Linked DNA regions of Mus musculus: region 1 is linked to region 2. A link is a contact called in public promoter capture Hi-C data. All regions are on one chromosome and are shown on one strand. Each heading gives the region's core, a stretch centred on a gene start, on an enhancer-like site or on the middle of the called end of the contact. The rest is flanking DNA. Distances are from core to core; before and after follow the strand shown. Region 1 holds the start of Eef1d (eukaryotic translation elongation factor 1 delta (guanine nucleotide exchange protein)). Region 2 holds the start of Ptp4a3 (protein tyrosine phosphatase 4a3).

What was found. Promoter capture Hi-C pulls out the DNA fragments that hold promoters and counts their contacts.
Region 1: a contact with region 2 is called in a promoter capture Hi-C map of embryonic stem cells, with 5 times the contacts expected there. The contact joins the promoter of Eef1d here to the promoter of Ptp4a3 in region 2.

What each region holds. Positions count from the first base shown.
Region 1 is chr15:75,907,167-75,913,459 of GRCm38.p6, forward strand. It overlaps Eef1d (eukaryotic translation elongation factor 1 delta (guanine nucleotide exchange protein)), which reads right to left and starts at 2,178. Exons shown (of 10, transcript NM_029663.2): 1 at 2,079-2,178. It overlaps Tigd5 (tigger transposable element derived 5), which reads left to right and starts at 2,569. Exons shown (of 1, transcript NM_178646.4): 1 at 2,569-6,293. The coding sequence starts at 2,625. The coding sequence ends at 4,553.
Region 2 is chr15:73,745,948-73,752,794 of GRCm38.p6, forward strand. It overlaps Ptp4a3 (protein tyrosine phosphatase 4a3), which reads left to right and starts at 2,079. Exons shown (of 6, transcript NM_008975.3): 1 at 2,079-2,518; 2 at 5,182-6,080. The coding sequence starts at 5,976.

The DNA of each region.
Region 1 (6,293 bases), core at 928-3,427, 2.2 Mb after region 2:
GAAAGGCTATGTCACAGCTGTGCCCCATCTCAGTAGCAAACACCTTGAGGGTTCCACATGCTGGGAATAAAAGTCCACAGAAAAGCTGGCTTTCTGAGCCCTAAGCCCATACCTTTCTGTCCTCTGGACATTCGGAGGTAGCATGTCACCCCCTCAGTCTTGACAGTGATGAGCTCCCAGTACTGTCTGTCCTCCACAGGATTAGAAATGTGCAAGGTGGGTAGGGAACAGGTCTGTCAGAAAAGTTCAACTTGTATCCCTTCACGCTTATAGCCACATCCTCTGGGCTCACCTGGCCTGAGTCTGTGAACAGATGCTGCCCATGGGGGCTTTTTCTGTGTCTGGTATTCAAAGGGGGCAGCTGGTAGCACTTGGAATGTGAGGACTCACGAGCTTTTCAGTCACAACAGCCACGCAGTGTGACTCTCCCACTGCAGCTTATGTTGGCACAGGAGTGGTGTCTTGGTCTTTTTTTCCCATGGGTTAGTAGATTCTCATCTCCAAGCTCCCACCCTGCTTCTCTGCCTCTGGGATATCCCAGTCCTACTCAGAAACACTGGCCTGAGCTGTCTGCCCACTTTGAGACCCAGAGGCTAATGCTGTCACTCCAGTCTAAACCCACCCAGCCCCAATCTCCTTACCCCCAAATGCTATTGTTTGTTGGCTCTATTTCTGTTCCAGCAGACGGTACCTTGACCTGACACACAGGTCTTGGGACTCTGCTAGACGACTTGCTTTCTCAGCTCTTCCTTTACACCTGATAATATCTGGACCATACCTTGGGGGCATTGGTTGTGTGTCATCTTAGACACAGGAAGGAGAATGAAAACTCTGATTGGTAGAACCACCCAAGTCTGCTGAGTCAAGTGATGTGTGGAACTGGAGACCAAAGCACGTTCCAGCACCCGGATTTCACATGTTTCAATGACTCCAACATTCAATAGGCACACAGCATCTTAGACCCCTGGCTCAGAAGAAATGTTTAATGCCAGCATCTCCTACCTGCATCCCCCAAGTGTCACTCTTGCTATCAAGCCCTCTCAAGCACTTTTGCCTCATCTGTACTATGCCACGGAGCCTCACCTATCCAAAAGATAAGCCCGGAGGACGACCCTGCAGCAGCCTTCTCCTGAGAGGGCAGAAAGCCATGCAGAGCAAATCCCAGGCAACCAAGTCTAAATGGCTCCCTCTGCCAACTCTCCAACTGTTTGCTGAGTTCTCCTCCCACAGTCCGAGAGAAGGTTCATGATGTACTGGCCATCACAGAGCCTGGGAAGGGGACTCCTTGTCCCTTTGACTTCTTCCTCTTGACTCTGTTGCCCCACGGGATTGGCTTAGGGGGCACTCGGTAGTCCTGTCACATCCATCCTTTGCTTCATCCATGAGAATCCGCCTGAGATAAGACCCAGTTATCCATCCCCGAGTGACAGGGCCAATTCAGAAGCATCCTTGGGAGTAGCATCCCAACATTATAGCTTCACCAAGTTCTTTTTGCTGCAGGGTAGCCGTTCACTCTAGAAAACCATGATGCCCGGAGAGAGTGCTCATGTATTAGAAAAGGGGCGACCGTACCCTTCAACGCCCCTTTCCAAAGAAAGCTGCCCAGATCACCTTATTCAAATCAGTAAGTAGAGCTAGTCCTGTTACTTTTGAGCAAATCGACACCACCACGCCCTTTTTTCTACCCTGTGTTCGTGGACCGTACGAGTTCCACCAGTCAGCACCCGAAGCAACCTCCCTCTATGCCTAGAGTTAGGTACGCCCTTGGTGCTTAACCGCAAAGACCTAGGGCGTTAGCAAGAGCTGGGCCCCCAAAATTCCGGAGCCAGCCCGACCGCAGGCAACCGTGTCACTCAAGGCCGTGCCGTGCTGGGATGTGCGGAGCCACCGCGCAGCCAGCCTGAAGCAGCGCTCCGGAATCTGGCAACCATGTGGCCAGCGGCCCGCCTCCACACAGGCCCAGACGCCCGCCCGCAGCCCGCACTGTCCCACGGGAGGCAACCCTAACGGCGCGGGGCCCGGGCACTCCAGGCCTCCGCCGCACGTGCGCTCCTTGAGGCGGGGCCCCCGGTACTCACACGCCAGCCAAGGACGCAGCAACCAAAACCTGGAACTGCGAGCTCAGGACTGCAAAGGAGAGGGAGGGCGCCCGCGCAGCTCCCGGAAAACGCAGCGGCATAGACCACGAAAGGCACGGCGGGGGGTCCAACCCTGGGCACGCGCTGTCTTGCCCTCAGAGCGTGCATCACGATGCATGCAGGAACCACCATGGTAGAAGCAAAGGAAGAGCTACCTTGAGAGCCGCGCTTCACCTCAAGAGTTGTCGCTAGGAGCGGAGAACCGGATCTCCCAACACGCCGAACCCCTCCTCAGCTCGAAGAGTGGATCCGTCCGACGAGGGCGGGACGTAATGAAGCTGATGTGCGCACGCGCTAGTGACGCGCCCAAGGCCAGACTGTGCGCAGGCGCCACGAGGCGAAGTGGGCGGGCCTTGCGGGCCGGGGCAGGCAAGGCTGGCGAGACAAAAGGGAGGGACCCGGGCAGCCCCGCCCCCGAGCCCCGCCCCGAGCGGCCCGCGCGGGGTGTCAGGCTCGCTTTCCCGGGTGGTCCCTGGCGCCGACGCCATGTACCCCGCGAGCCCTCCGGCCGGCCCAGCCCTGCACCCGGTCCCGCATCGCGCTCGTCTTCCCCAGCCACGGTGCCTTGCTGAGCCGCCGCGATCGCCGGCGCCCGGCCCGGGTTCCACGGCGCGCCCGCCGCCGCCCCCAGCGCCCGGGCCGCGGCCCCGGGTGGCCGTGAAGATGACTTTCCGCAAGGCCTACTCAATCAAAGACAAGCTGCAAGCCATCGAGCGCGTCAAGGGCGGTGAGCGGCAGGCCAGCGTGTGCCGCGACTTCGGCGTGCCAGGCGGCACTCTGCGCGGCTGGCTCAAGGACGAGCCCAAGCTGCGCTGGTTTTTGGACCAGCTGGGTGGAGAAGTGGGCACGCAGCGCAAGAAGATGCGTCTGGCCAACGAGGAGGAGATCGACCGCGCCGTCTACTCGTGGTTCCTCACCTTGCGCCAGCACGGTGTGCCGCTATCCGGGCCAGTTATCCAAGCGCAGGCTGAGGCCTTTGCTCGCCAGATCTACGGCCCCGAGTGTACCTTCAAGGCTAGCCACGGCTGGTTCTGGCGCTGGCAGAAGCGCCATGGCATCTCTAGCCAGCGCATCTATGGTGAGGCTGAGTCCCCGGTCGCAGGCCCCGCGCCTGTCAAAGAGGAGCCGGCGCAGTCACCAGGCGCAGTTCTCGTACCTGACGGCGCGCCAGCCACTCTACCCCACTCCGAGGGCGGCTATGGCGACGAGCAGATCTACAATGCTAACGTTACTGGTCTCTATTGGAGGTTACTTCCGGAGCAGGCCTCAACTCCGGGCACTGGGGACTCCAAAGAGCCTGGTGGGTGCAGCCGACGCTGGCGCAGTGACCGAGTGACAGTACTGCTGGCCGCCAACCTGACGGGCAGCCACAAGCTGAAACCACTAGTCATCGGGCAGCTACCGGACCCACCCAGCCTGCGTCACCACAACCAGGACAAGTTCCCGGCCTCCTACCGCTACAGTCCGGATGCCTGGCTCAGTCGCCCGCTTCTTCGGGGCTGGTTCTTCGAGGAATTTGTCCCTGGCGTCAAGCGCTACCTGCGCCGAAGCTGCCTGCAACAGAAGGCTGTGCTGCTGGTGGCCCATCCACCCTGTCCGAGTTGGGCCACTAGCATGCCTCCCCTGGAGGAGAGCGAGGAGACTCCCAGGCAGTGCCAGCCTGAGCTCCTTGGGTCCCCAGAGGAACTTCAAACACCTGATGGTGCAGTTCGAGTGCTCTTCTTATCCAAGGGCACCAGCCGAGCACACATCCCTGCACCGTTGGAGCACGGCGTGGTGGCAGCCTTCAAGCATTTGTACAAACGCGAGCTCCTGCGGCTTGCTGTGTCTTGTGCCAGTGGCTCCCCTCTGGACTTCATGAGAAGCTTCGTTCTCAAGGACATGCTGTACCTGGCTGGCCTCTCTTGGGACTTGGTCCAGGCAGGCAGCATAGAGCGCTGCTGGCTGCTGGGTCTGCGAGCAGCCTTTGAGCCTGGGCAGCAGCCAGCTCACCAGGTAGAGGAGACTGCCGAACACAGCAGGGTGCTCAGTGACCTCACACATCTGGCAGCTCTGGCTTACAAGCGCCTGGCACCTGAAGAGGTGGCCCAGTGGCTACACCTGGATGATGATGGAGGCCTTCCGGAAGGCTGCAGAGAAGAGGTGGCCCCCGCTGCTCCTCCATCCCCAGCTAGCCTGCCCTCTAGCATCGGGGCTGGAGAGGAGGAGGAGGAGGCCACCGAACAAGGAGGAGTGTTGGTACCTACTGCTGGGGAAGCTGTCTGGGGACTAGAGACAGCTCTGAGGTGGCTAGAGAGCCAGGATCCCAGAGAAGTGGGGCCGCTGAGGCTTGTGCAGCTACGTTCTCTCATTACCATGGCACGGAGGCTTGGGGGTATTGGGCCCTCAGCTGTAACTTCTGATGATGGTGTGTGACTACCTTGGCCCAGTGGTCTTTTTCCTGCCTCACTGGGAGAGAGGGGGCACATACAGTCTGCCATCTTCCACCTTTTCTCCCCGGTAGTCCACTGTATGGGTCCGGGGATGCAAGCCCAGCCCAGTTTGGAGGAGTTCTATAAGTAAAGGATGTACTGCCCCAATCCACAGGGTCTGGGGAAGTGGCTATGTTCTTCCCTGGGTAGGCACATGTGGGCACATAAGCACAGCCCCTACTGGAGAACAGTTGACTGTACTTCCACTCTGGCCCCTATGGGGCTCACACACACACACACACACCTACCTGCCTCCGAGTGCACTGCCTGAGGCTGCTGCTGTTTCATCTGCTTCCCTGGTGCTACCTGGTCTCATCTCAGTGGGGAAGCATTTGGTTCTTGGTTTTGTTTTAAAAACATTAAACCTGTTTGGAAAGATGCTCTTCCTGGGGAACCCATGAGTGCTGACTGACAGGGTGAGGTGGTCTCTGGGGCTCTCTTGCCCTTGCTCTGATAACTCAGGTCCTTATGGTGCTGGATCAAAGCCCAGGCTAGGCTCCATCCAGTCCCTGGTGAGCCCGGTGCCTGGTGAGGTTTTGGATGCAGCAGAGAGTATAGCAAATTCTGTTCTACTTGGATTTTTAGTCCCTCCCACTCCCCAGCCCCCTTTAAGTACTCCATTCTGGATAGGTCTTCTATTCATGAGGTTAGCAAGTGTTTGGATCAATGGGCAGGACAAACCACAAAGCACTTTGTTTAGCTCCAGGGCAGTCTGATCTACCTGGAAACATGCCCTAGCCTTTGCAACCATCTGGGAACTCTGCAGTGCCTTAGAGTCAACCTCTAGCCCCATGGGCTCTTCCTGCACCAGCCTTCTCCAGGAACTATGGCTGGATAGCCCAGGTTGAAGGAGAAAAGGCTCAAAGGAATGTCCACATTTTGTATCTGCTGCTCTGCCCAGCTGTGGATTCAGATGACTGCTGGCCGTCTGGAGCTAAGGCACCTGCGTCTTAAGGAGGGGCACTGTGTCTTTGCAGGAATTCCATCCAGAGCCTTTGTCCCGGTCCTCCTTGTCTTTATGTCTCCTACTCTGAGCCTTGCAAACATGAAGTGGAGAAGGGATGTAACAGCTTGGCAATGGGCAAAGCCTTGAGTGACGTATCCAAAAGTGATTTCCACCTAGGCCCAAGAATATAGTTCCTTGGAGCCACGACTACATCCCAGTCAAAAATCTGCATAAATATCAAAAGCTGAGGGAAAGCATAGAGCAACAGAACTGGAGCTCAGGTAGCAGGCTCCATCTATGCACACTAAGGACCATCTGACCACCTAAGTACCCAGCCTCCCCAAAGATGACCTAGAAAACCTTGGGCAATCGTGGCTGGTGGGGGTCTCCAGCACTAGCTACTTGGCTGGGTTTTCAAAAGTCTAATGTGTTTATACCAGCAGCCTCCATATCAGCCAGATACCCAGGTTAGGAACTACCATCCAGCTTTGACAGACCTGCTTTCAAATCTGCAGAGAGCCAGATCTGGGCCTTGGAGGTACACTCAAGGCTGGGTAGCTTCTAGTAGCTGCTCTTCAGCCTAGGTTACATGTACTGTTCTTTTGAAGAGGTTCCGATCTGGCCTGGGCTCAGGTAGACTGGAGTTGGCAGAGACTAGGGCTCAGGAGTAAGACCCCTCTCACCAGCCTCTCTAAAAGCCCCTTTTACTTGGGCCCAGGAGGTTATGACCTCATATTG
Region 2 (6,847 bases), core at 829-3,328:
TTTGATCTGCAGTGGTGTAGGCTGATGCCAGGCGTGAGGGTGCCCTCAGAGAGCGGGAGCCTGGGTCAGCAGATCACCACTGTGCTCCACAGGGCACTGTCAGGCTGAGCCTCGGTAGGGACGGCAGGAGCCTGCCTTCTGGAAACCCAGGTCTGTTTCCAGGTCACAGCCCATAGCATGCAGGGTGCTGGTACCACCTTGGAAGGTGGCTTCCCTCTCTAGCAGTGTGTCCTTTTATAGAGGTGGCCTTAGGCTCATCCCTGGCTAGCACTGATCCCAGGTGGCACAGGGCATCAGAGCAGATGGTCAATGCAGGTACCAGGAGTATGTCTGCCTACCTCCTGGGTCACCTTCTCTGGGAACCCTTCCCTGCCCACCCTGCCACCTGGGGCTCTCCTGTGGTCCCTATCCTGTGCATAGTTTCAGATGGCCCTTGAGGGACCAAGTTGGGGAAGTCCCTTAAAGCAAGAGGCAAAGGGGCAGCTGACATAGTGGCTCCTTCTTGGAAGGCATGGAGCTGCTCTTAGGGTGGCCTGGGTGTCCCCTCCTATGAAGTTCTCCCAGACCTCGAGGGCTGAGGTCTCGTGATAGGTTCTGGATGGCTCCCCAATCTGGACCTCTGCCTAGAACACCAGGTCATTTGTTCCTTCCATAAACAAGCGGGAGCTTCTTGGTGCCATGCCTGGGTGGGAGGTGGGGTATGGGTGGGGCCCAGTGCTAGGTTCCCCCTCCCTTTAAGGATGCCTTCCCTGGGCTGGGCACATAGCCAAGGGGGTTGGGGAGAGCCTGGGGTTAAGGAGCCTGTTTTGTGAGGGGTTGCACCCTTGGAACTGTGCGACACAGGGGTGTAAGAGCTTTGGATGAGTTCCGAGGGACTGGCGTGGGTGGAGCCTGCTAGGGTCTCCCCTCCTGGCCCCAGAGATGGGTTACTCTGGGAGGGCTCCAAGAAGGCTCTGGATGTGTTATATATAGACTTCTCCGAAAGGCTTGGGGCCCTGCCAGCTGTAGCAGGTGCCCCCAGGATTAGCTAGAGGCCCCAGCATGCTGGTGTGTGTGTGTGTGTGTGTGTGTGTGTGTGGTGTCACTTGGAGCCCCGGTTGCAGCCCTGGCTGGTGCAGCATCTCAGACGTTGCTGGGCCTGTCACTAACAAACCCTTTTCTAGACAACTGATGGGCCACCAGGGATGGTTTGATGTGCTTTCTCCTACCCACCTGGGATTGGGACCAGTAGGGTCTCTGGGGGAGGGCAAATCTCCAGTCATGGTCCAGCTACCTGGCTGGGTGACTTGGGGCATCTACTCAGTATCTGTTGTGTTGCTGGAGGCTGGTGCCTTGTGGAGGGTTCAGGATCTGCAGTCAGGATGGAAACTAGTGGAACAGCTGAGACCATGGGTCTGGTCAGCAACAATGCCGTTAACCTGCTGGATTTATAAGGGTGGCATATTCTGGGGATCTTAGGTGGCTGCCTAGCTTTCTGGGGGTGAGCCAGGATGGGGCTGCAATGGGATGCTCCAGCCTGGACGTTATCAGCCCTGCTTACCTGGGCCAGGGGGAGAATGGGGGATAGTAGGCTCTGCTGTGCAAGGTTGGCTAATGAGACTTCTCTCTGGGAGTATTAGGGGCATGCCCTCCCCTGGCTCAGGTCCAGCCTTTCAGGGATCATTCCTCTCCCCAGCACCAACTACTGATTGCAGGGCCAGGCCTCTGTCTGGGAGCCGGGCTTGGGCCAGGGTTCCCAGCAAGGCAAGGCCTCTGGGGATTCTGTGAGCTGGAACTCAAGCCCTGCACCAGAAGGCTCCCAGGGCGGTGCAGCCACTGGGGCAGGTGCGGACTGACATCTGTCTCCATTCTTGGGCGGGAGAGCACAGGGTTCCTGCCTGGGATGCCCTAGGACAGAACCAGGATTCCGTCTGGTCAGTGGAGCCCAGGAGACGATCCTGCTCAGGGGATGCCCTGGAAGACTTCAGGAGAGCTGGGTGGGTGTCAGTTCCCTTGGAGATGAGCCTGTGTAGAGTCGGCTCCCATCTCTTGTGTGACTCGAGTGTGCGTAGGTTCAGTGCCTCAGGTTCTTCAGCTGTAGTCTGGGAGTGGTGGCTCTTAAGGTGAAGTGTGGGCTAGTGCGGCTGAGCACACAGTAGCTGTTCAGTGTGCGCATATGAAGCTGGAGAGCTGGAAGGGTTCCTCCTGGCTTGTGGCCCCTCTGCAGAAGGAGGTCTCCTACCCAGCAGGATGCAGAGGGGATGGCAGGCGGGTCCGCGGTGGTCCTCTCCCTTCCTCCTTCCTCTTCCTCTGCTGGCCGCGCCTTTGTTTGCGTGCTATCTTTAGGCAGCAGGTGCGGGAGCCGCTGTGAGTCGGGTCGCCCGCCGGTCACCGCCCCCCCACGTGACGCCGGGCGCTATAAATAGCTGGGCGGCGGGCGGCGGGCATCCGCCCGGAGCCGGCGCCGCTGCGGAGGGCGCGCACGGGTCCCGGCCCGGCCGGCCGGCGCATGGAGGCGGCCGCACGCCTGCGGGCGCGGGTGAGCCGGGCTGCGGGCGGCGGGGACCCGGCCTCGAGGACGCTCCCGAACCCTAACCCTACTGGGATGGGCCCTGCACGGGATGGCGGCTCCCTGGCGGGCTGGGTGGGAAGTCCCGCTGAGGTCGGGGAGCTGTGTGCCCTCCCCACGCCCCACTACGGGTCCTTGGGGTCCCCAGCCCATCCACGGAGCAGTCTTGCCTGTCTTGACAGCACAGAGTCCTGAACTGTGACCCCTGACTCCTAAGTGTCACACAGGGTCCCATTTAGGTCCCTTCTGAAGCTAGATGCACTCCCACCCCACCACTTGAGGGTGTGGCTTCTGACTACCTCTGTGTCTTTTTTTCCCCCCTGGGGTTCAAGTGTTCCCGATTACTAGACTCGATGTTGAGAAAACCTGGGTGTCTGGACGGCCGGAGCTGGCCAGGGTCCAGAGAAGGTCCTTCCACGCCCCTCTGTCCCATGTCCTCCTCTGGCAAACAGGGACAAAAATGGGTCTTGAAAAACATGCCGGTCTGGGAGCAGCTGAGGGCTTAAGATACTGCTAGAGGAGGCTGGGCGGGGATAGAGAAGGGCCCAGGTCATAGTAGGGTCCTTAAGCACCAGGGGTGGGGAGGGTGTGGTGGCTTGACTGAGTGCCTGTTGAGGCAAGGTGAGCTCAGCTTCTGTTCACACCTAGAGCTGCTGGGATAGGGGTGTAGGTAGCCGGTGGGCCCACAAGCCTTGGCTCAGGCCTGCTAGAATGCAGTAGAGGTAGACCCCCCCACCCCCCCACCTTGTTCTCTGGTCTTCTTAACCCCATAGAAGTGATGTGTCCACCTGGGCATGGTGGCAGATGCCTTAAGTCCTAGCACTCAGGAGGCCCAGCCAGGTGGATCTCTGTGAGTCTGAGGTCAGCCTGGTCTACAAAGTGCGGTCCAGGAGGTAAGACAGGGACAGAGAAACACTGTCTCCAAAGGGGGTGAGCGGAGTGATGTGTCGGCAGAGGGGCTCCTTTTTGGGAGGGCAGCCACCATGTGGTTGAGCCTGGGTAGACTCAGGCATGCTGTGGGCATGCCCCTTTTTGCCCACACTTAGGGGTGTGGCCCAGACTGCAGTGAACTGTGCATGTATTATAAGATGCAGTTCAGCCTGGTGTCACCTATACATCTGGACCCCTGGCTCCATCCCCTCAGGCCTGGGGGGAGCATGATAGGCGGTTCAGGCTTCCTTTTCTCAGATGTTGCTTCTGTTGCCCCTGGAATCTTACAACCCAGCCCCAACCCCTGCAAGTAGCCAGTAGGTGCAGTTAGCTCTACAGGAGCCTGCCAGTGTTCTCTGACTCCCTGGGGCCTTCTCTTCTTTTCTCCTGCACACACAAGGGCATTGCAGTGTGCACACATGGGATGCTCATCTCAGTAGGCCCGGGTGTTTGTGTCATAACATGAGAGAAGGCTCTCCTTGCTTATAGCGGGCTAGTCGTGGCTCCGCATGCACAGGGCGTTGAGAACCTGGCCTGCCCAAGCAGGCACAGGACTCCTTTCTGCCCTCCTCCAAGGGGCCCCTCTATCTTAGCCCTTTCAGAATGGTGGCAGGGACTAGCTGTGAGCCATGGCACTGACTTGGAGTGGAGTGCTGAGCTGTTCTCAGGTGTAGGAGGTAGCGAGGGAGGATTCTGTGCTATCTAGTACAGTCGAGCCTTGGACGGTGGGGCCTGTGCCCGAAGCTTGGGGCCAGAGACCAGGGTCTTATGCTGGCCTGAGGCTCCAAGGGCCTGGTTTGCTTGGTGGGCAGCTGGAGAAGGGAGAGCTGGGGACGAGACAGAGAGGTAAGAGGTACGGGCAGAACTCTTCCAGATGCGATCCAGAAGGGGCCTTCCAGAAAGATGAATGCTGGGTGGGGGATGGGCTGAGTCCAGGGGCTCAGGCTCTACTAACTACTGGATCATAGCCCAAGGGACTGTGGTGCCCTCTTTTTCAACCTTCATCGTGTTGATGGGAAACGGGTCCAGAGAGGCCAGTGACATGCCCAAGGTCTCCCAGGCCGTCCAGGGGGTGGCAGGGTGTTAGCTAGCTGTTCTTTGGGGTCCTTGCAGAGGAGAAGGTGGAGGCCGATGTCCTCCAGTAGTGCCCTTCCCCTGGGTCCTGTCAACGGTGTGACTCCCTTCCTGGCCACCTGTGCTGTCACCTCCTTGGCATGAGCCTGGCAGCTGGCCCCTTGGCCTGTGGTCTCTTGCAAAGCAGAACGTCTTGTTTACCTCTAGTGCCTGGCAAGTCCCCGTAAGTTGTGGCTGTGGGTAGAGATTTCAGAAAGCCTGAGGGGCAGCAATTGAGGCCACTCAGCCCCTTGTCCCTCTGGCAGTACCCACTGTCCCTGAGACCTGCCCTTGCAGAACGATCTGAGCTTAATATTGTGCTGTGGCTAGCAGTCCCAAGAGAGGGACCACTGCCCTTATGGGCTGTGAGATGGGGGACCTGGCTTCTGCTGCTGTAGGTGTACTCTGCTTGTGGGGTTCATATGCTCCTGGGGTGAGCCCTGATACCCTCTTCACCCTATCTCGGTGGCTATGTATGGCTCTCTTGTCACCACAGGGGCCTGGGGTAGCCCAGGCAGGAGTTGTCTGTCTGTTTCTGGGTTTCACGTGGAGAATCTGAGGACCTCCCATTTCTTTCTCCCCTCCCATAGATTGTGCCTTCTGAAGACCAGGGTGGGATTGATGGAGAAGCCCCAGGAGGGCAGCTCTGACTACTGCCGTTCCCAACACCGTGGGTGCTGCCGCTGAGGAGACCTGTACACCTCTGGCCCTCACCATTGTCCTTGCCTCCCAATGGCCTCTGCTGCCAGGCCGGAGGCCAGCACTGCTGCCTGAGCCCGCTGCCCCTCTTCAGGACTTGCCGTTCCCTGATGGGGTAACGTGACAGACCGGATCAGAGGCTGCCTGCCCACCACGGCCCAGGGCCGCTAGAGTTTGGTTGAGTTCAAGTTCATTTTCCCTTTGGTCCTGACTTCTGGGGCCCAACTCTGACCAAAGGGGACACTCCTCCGTCCACCCATGCAGAGAGGGTGTCTCCAGCGACGGCCCCATAGAGGACACTGCTCTGCGGCCGGAGTCACCAACCCGAAGTTCTCTCTGCTCAGTTTTTTTTGGTTGTTGTTATTTTTATTTTGACTCCTTGTAACTTCTCCACTCTGAGGGACAGGACTTTGGCGCTGCCCGTCTTGCTGCGGGGTGGGGGGAGAAGTGTGCTTGTTTCTTTTCTTTTTTAGAATTGGTTTTTTTGGAATTATCCGCCACGAGGCAGCTTCCTCTCCCTCTCCCAGGTATTTGCACAATATTTGTGCGGGGCGTAGGGGCGAGGTTTTAAGAAGTCTTTTCTTTGTGGACAAGCACGGGGATCTCACTGGACTTGGTGTGGGGGGCTGGGGGACCCCCCGTGCAGCCCTTGCTGGCTAGTCCCCTCTGGGTCCCCGGAGGAGGCATGGCCCGCATGAACCGGCCTGCGCCTGTGGAGGTGAGCTACCGGCACATGCGCTTCCTCATCACCCACAACCCCAGCAATGCCACCCTCAGCACGTTCATCGAGGTGAGTGGGCCTTCAGGGCCGGGTGGGTGTCCTGCACAGCTCAGGGTGCGATGGGTGCTCACGATCCGATGGCTTTCCTGGAGGGCTGTCAGCATCCGTGCTTCGGGGAATGGACATTGTCTAGTCTGTGGCTGTCCAGACCCTGGGCGACCTTAGCCTCTGCAGAGACAGAGCAAATAAAGAGGCCGAGGAGGGAGGGGCTGACAGGGAAACGGCTCAGAGACAGGCAGATTGGAAGAAGGACTGGGAGAGCTACCCTGTGGCTAGGCCAGCCCACAAGCTCAGGTGTTAGGAAGCCTTAGGGAACAGAGAGTGACCATTGCAGTCTGTGGAGGTGACGTGTGGAGAGTCCACAAGTGTCTGTGGTCTGTGGCCACCCTCACTTCACCCCTAGATGTGACCAGGTATTTTTTCTGAGCCTGGGTGGGGGAATATAGCTGGGTGGGGTGGGGGAGTGCTGTCAGCATGGCCTCACTGGGGACCCTGGGCAGGGCTCCTTACTGCAGATCTGGAGCTGCTTGCAGAGTCTGCATCTGGATGCTGGGCCATTGGTGGAATGGACTTTTGTGGCTTTATGTTCTTAGTCCTTTTCTCTGTGGCACGAGCTAAGCCCCATGGGCTCGTGGGCATCAAAAAGGGACGACCGCATAGAGGAAGACAATGGACACCCGAAGACTGCCGACTCTCAGTTGAGAAGCTTTGTGACAGTAGAGGCTGATGAAGGGCTAGGAAAACAAAACAAGACAAAAACCAAAACAAACCAAAAC